Linked DNA regions of Mus musculus: region 1 is linked to region 2. A link is a contact called in public HiCAR-type data. All regions are on one chromosome and are shown on one strand. The core of a region is the stretch at or near the end of the contact, and the rest is flanking DNA. Distances in the headings are between cores, read along the strand shown. Region 1 has its middle 110 kb from the start of Gm41290. Region 2 overlaps Cpq (carboxypeptidase Q).

What was found. HiCAR-type assays count read pairs that join an accessible place to other places.
Region 1: a HiCAR-type map of fibro-adipogenic progenitors shows a contact between it and region 2, with 6 times the contacts expected there. The contact joins two enhancer-like sites.

What each region holds. Positions count from the first base shown.
Region 1 is chr15:33,922,837-33,925,536 of GRCm38.p6, forward strand. No RefSeq gene overlaps it. Among named protein-coding and RNA genes, the nearest start is that of Gm41290, 110 kb to the right of the region's middle. Within about 2 kb of position 1,440, at least 60 of the 459 cell types and tissues checked have an H3K27ac peak or open chromatin away from gene starts, as enhancers often do. A contact at or near this core is called in fibro-adipogenic progenitors, where this site is marked.
Region 2 is chr15:33,425,636-33,428,335 of GRCm38.p6, forward strand. All of the region lies in intron 5 of Cpq (carboxypeptidase Q), which reads left to right. Among named protein-coding and RNA genes, the nearest start is that of 4930592A05Rik, 230 kb to the right of the region's middle. Within about 2 kb of position 1,371, at least 30 of the 459 cell types and tissues checked have an H3K27ac peak or open chromatin away from gene starts, as enhancers often do. A contact at or near this core is called in fibro-adipogenic progenitors, where this site is marked.

The DNA.
Region 1 (2,700 bases), core at 190-2,689, 500 kb after region 2:
AACATTCTGAATGACATGGATTGGTGGTGTACTGGCTGATATTATGTGTCAAGTCAACTTGACACAAGCTGGAGTTATCACAGATAAAGAAGCTTTAGGTGAGGAAAGGCCTCCATGAGCTCCAACTGTAAGGCATTTTCTCAATTAGTGATCAAGTGGGGAGGGCCCATTGTGAGTGGTACCATCCCTGGGCTGGTAGTCTTGGGTTGTATAAGAAAGCAAGCAGAGCAAGCCAAGAGAAGCAAGCCAATCCCTCCATGGCTTCTGCATCAGCTCCTGCTTCCTGACCTTCATGAGTTCCAGTCCTGACTTCCTTTGGTAATGAACAGCAACGTGGAAGTGTAAGCTCAATAAACCTTTTCCTCCCCAACCTGCTTCTTGGTCATGATGTTTGTGCAGGAATAAAAACCCTGACTAAGACAGGTGGGAAGGTAAGGACCTTTCAATGGATCACTTCAAATCTCTACAGGTGTGTGTGTGTGTGTGTGTGTAAAAGAAAGACAGACAGAGAGAGAGATTGAGAGAGAGAGAGAGAGAGAGAGAGAGAGAGAGAGAGAGAGAGAGAGAGAGAGAGAGATTGTTTCGTTATATATAAGAATGGATTGGTTGGTTTTATTCTGATTTTTGTCCTTCAGGAAACTAAGCATAGTCCCTTCGTTTGTTCAAATAAGTATAGTATACCTACCAGATGCCAGTCATTGTTAGGTTCCAGAGACCCAAAAAGAAAGTAACATTTTGAAGACCTGTACACTGGTAAGCTATCTCAAAAATGGAAAAAAAAAAAAAAAACAGAGAAAGTCAGACAGACAGAAAGACAAAGAAAAAGAAAGAAACATAGAATGAGGAGGAGGAATAACAGCAGTAGCCTTGATTGGGGTATTTGTTAAATTCCTTAATTCTTAATATGGCCATCATCAAGCTACCTACAGCATGCTGACCTCCTAGTAGCATTTCTAAACACATACCACCAGCACCTCATAGTGTGGCAAGGGAAATAGGTAAACCTCCAGACTCCAGAAGCAAGGGCAGAGTGCTACAGAACCTGAAGCATGGGAAGCAAAGTCAGTCTTTATAGAGACAAAGAGAAACCGGAAAGTTCAGTCACTAAAGCTGAAAATTTAATTTTCACAATGCTCTCTGAGGAAAGACATCACTTTGTTTCTCTCACCATCTAGCCTTTAGTGGCCTTCTTAGTCCCTAACACAGATGCACCTTATAGCTCCTATAGATTCTGAAAGACAGGAGAACAAGATGATTGGCTTGTCCCTTATTGCTAGTACCTGCATGAGTGGTTCTTGGGTTTTACAAAAGGAAACCTTGTCATTACTAAGTACAGCCTGAAGACTAATTTCATCATTTTGACTTCTGTTTTAACTGCACATATGACTGTTTACTCATTAGGATCAGGCAATCCAGCTGGGATGAATCATCCTGGCATCTGGGCTGAGTTAGCAAGTGCCTCTGGGATTTGGGATTGTGACAAGAAGTCATACAGGAGTAATTCAGGGAAGGTTACAAACTCAGATGCCAAAAGCAAATAGACTAAAGAACAGACAGCTACAGAAAAATGTTCCAACGTAACCAACCATTCATACCCAATCGCCAACATAGGTTGAATGAGGTCTGTGTGAGCCTGCAGAAGGTCTGAAGGCTCTAAAGTGTATACAGGCTTTAGACTAGGCAATTTTCCAAAGAAAAACTCTACAACTAGCCACTAAACTCAACATCAGAAAATCCAGTGACACAAAAACCACTACTGCGCAAAGATGCAAGTTGCCCTGGCAACCACTTTCATTTGTTTTTCTTCCTTCCTCATTTTTTTAATATAAATTCCAAAAGGCACTCAGTAGAAAGCAAGATGGGCCACATGGCATGCTGCCTTCCAGAAAAGACTCTTCCTTTCTGGCAAGTGTGTGTGCCATGTACGTTACTTAGAATTAAAAATTGAAACCACGTCTGCCAGTGCTCAAAAGAAAACCAGCTTGTCTGGTTATTTTTGTTGTTAAAAATCCACAATTAATAGTGTATTGCCAAACAGCTGAAACAATAAATTTTCAACTGGCTGCCTAAAGCACCTGGGATGGGCACACAACTCTAAACATAAAAGAGAAGGAAGGAAGAAAGGGATGGATGGAGGAAGGAGGAAGAGAGAGAGAGGAAGGAAAGGGAGGGAGGGAGGGAGGGAGGGAGGGAGGGAGGGAGGGAGGGAGGGAGGGAGGGAGGGAGGGAGGAAAACAGGAGTTGATTCTTTTTAATAAGCTATGGAAATCAGTGGGAAGATTCCTCAAAAATCTGCAAGTAATAGCCAGGCATGGTAATGCATACCTTTAATTCCCACACTCAGAAGGCAGAGAAAAGCTGATCTCTGAGCCTAAGGCCAGCCTGGTCTGCAGAGCTAGTTCCAGTGCAGCCAGAGCTACATAGAGCTGTCTCAAAAACACAAACAAACAAACAAACAAAAAGCTCTGCAAATGGAACTAACTACACTGTTTCTGGGGACATGTGCAGAACTCATTTACACACTACAGAGACACTCAGGCATCCATGTATACTGCTGCAGTATTCACAATAGCCAGGACATGGAACCAGCCAACAAGACCTTCAACCAATGAGTAAGTAAAGAAAACAGCACATCTACACAATGGAATTTTATGCGGACACAAGTAAGGCTATGAAGTATATATCATGCAAAGCCAAAAG
Region 2 (2,700 bases), core at 121-2,620:
CTCCAATGCCACAGAGGTTTGCATTGCAACTTGGCTTCATCTTTACATCCGAAGGGATTGCCTTCGGTTGGAGGGGGATTCTAAGAGTACAGGTGTCTGAGAGCAGCAAAAACAAAGTACTCAAATTCAAATCCAAGTTAGATCCAAGTTGGTAGCCTATGTTCTGCTGGAGACAGCTTTCCAGCCTGCCTTCTCTCTGTTATGCTTTCCTTCTTTCTCTGATCTGCTTTCTCTGGAAATCTCCAAACAGCTCTCTATGTCCTGATGGAGACAGTTCTCTAAGCAGATCTCTCTTGCTATTCTTAAAAATTCTCTAGATAGATCATCTCCTGCAGTCCTGCAGATCATAAGCCCAGTCTTTTATTTTAACTATCAGTCCAGTCAGTTACTTCACATTTCCTTTTGATTATCCTATGAATTAGAAGCCTGTTATCCCAGCCCCTTAATTCTTAGGAGACTGCAAGCACAAATGTTCTTTTAATATTGCAAAAGAATTCAGAAATCTTCCTGTCTTTGTTAAATACAGAAGATAAACTAGCTGGGTGGGACCCAGTTCTGAAATTAGTATTTGTACCACACTTAGGCATGGACTCACTGTGTCCTAGGCTGACCTTGAACTCAGAAATCTGCTTGCATTTGTATCTGCCTGTCTTCAAATCTTTCTGACACACTGCTTGTTAACGCAGCTGCCTCTGTTCCTTTAGATTCATAAGGGCCCTCATAATTCATGTTGCATCCTTATTTTTTGTATAGGTGAGAAATTATATATTTTGAAACTCATGTTTTTAGAGCTTTTCACCACAGCCTTAAAGGCTGTCCTGAAGGTCCCAGTGTTTACCATTTTGCTGAGACATTAGCCACACCTTCACTTCCTGGACTGGTCCTGTCTAATTATCGTGGAGTAACTAACCTTAACAGCAAGGACATTCCTTAAAGGAGGAATGTAAAATATGTACATTAGTATACAAACAAGGATTATGCCTATGGCAGTCATCAACACTTGTGGAGACTCACATCTACTGGCTTAGCCCTCAGGGTCAGAAACCTTGTCATTTTGTACCCCCTGTCCCCTACCCTCCCCAAGGCCATGCCAGACTTAACATTCACAGTTTCATACAGTGGCCTCCTCTTGGTACTACTAGTAGAGACTACAAATATACACAAATTGTCTGGCCACAATGGCTTTCTGGAAACATGATATAAGACTCTATGATTCCCCCTCAACAATACTACATGACCCCCTCAATCTTGTATAGTTCAGGCCTGAAAAACTAGTACTTCGTAAATGGTACTGCTAAGTTCTGCTACAAGCTCAGGATAGAGTCTGTTCCCCAAGGACCACAATTGCATCAGCTTCTGTGAGCTAAGCTTGGAGAAACATTTCCCTAGGGAATTGCATTTGTGAAACAGAACATTTTCAGAGGCATTCTCAGTTTGGGTACTTTCCATTCTAATGCGTTTGGATTTCACAAGATAGACACTTCTATGGGTGGGGCTTAAAACATTATCTAGTTTCTTGTTTTCCTCACCAAATTGCATATTCTTTGTATTCTTCTACTCTACTTTTGTTCTCTCTCATTATAGATCTGGCTTAAGAACAATGAGCAACATCCATACCATAACCAGAATGTCCTCCACCAAACAAATATTCCAATTCTGTTGTTTATTAGCATAACTGAAGTTCCTAGACATGGGCAGAATATAGCCATACTCTTTGACAAAATATCATATAAATAGCCTCAAACCTGCTTCCTGTTAGTCATCACTCGCATCTGAAACCTCATGAGCCAGGTCTCCAAAGCCCATTCTTTTCTCAAAACTCCATTTTTTCAAACTTCTAAAAGTAACTGGACTTGTAGGGTTCTAGAGCTTTCCTAGCTCAAAACTCCAAATGCTTCCACCTTTCTGCAGCCAAGCAGTTTTGAAGGCTTGCAAAGTACATGATCAGGTTTATCACCTCACTAGCATCATTTTTTAGTGTCTATTTTCAGTATTAGTTGCTTGTCTTGTTGCTGTCATGAAATACCAAAAATGAAACAAGAAACAAACAAAAGAAGAAAAAGAAAGAAGAGGAAGGAGGAGAGAGAGGGGTGGGATGGAGCAAGGAAGGAAGGAAAGAGGGAAAGAAGGAAAGAAAGAAAGAAAGAAAGAAAGAAAGAAAGAAAGAAAGAAAGGAGGGAGGGAGGGAGGGAGGGAGGGAGGGAGGGAGGGAGGGAGGGAGGGAGGAAGGAAGGAAGGAAGGAAGGAAGGAAGGAAGGAAGGAAGGAAGGAGCAAATTGAGAAAGGAAGAGTTCATTTTGATTCATGGTTTCAGTGACTGTAGTCCTTCCTAGCAGCAATGGCATGGTGGCAAAAATGTGAGCGAACTGGTCTCACTGCCTACGGAGTCTGGAGGCAGAGGCATGGATGCCCCTGCTCAACTCCCTTTCTTCTTTTTATTCAGTCCATGACTACAGTCCCTGGGATGGTATTGCCCACATTTAGGACAGTTGATTCCATCACAATTAATGTTATCTAAATAAGTGCTTCATAGAAATGCCTAGATATATGTATCCATGATGATTCTAAATTCTATTGAGACTATCACAGGAAGGTAGCAGTCTGATCAGCTCAATATGGGTAGAGGTGAGAATGAGATGGGATTCATCTTTTCATTTGGGACATTTTGTTTTGAAGAAAAGGATTTACTGACCTTTAAAA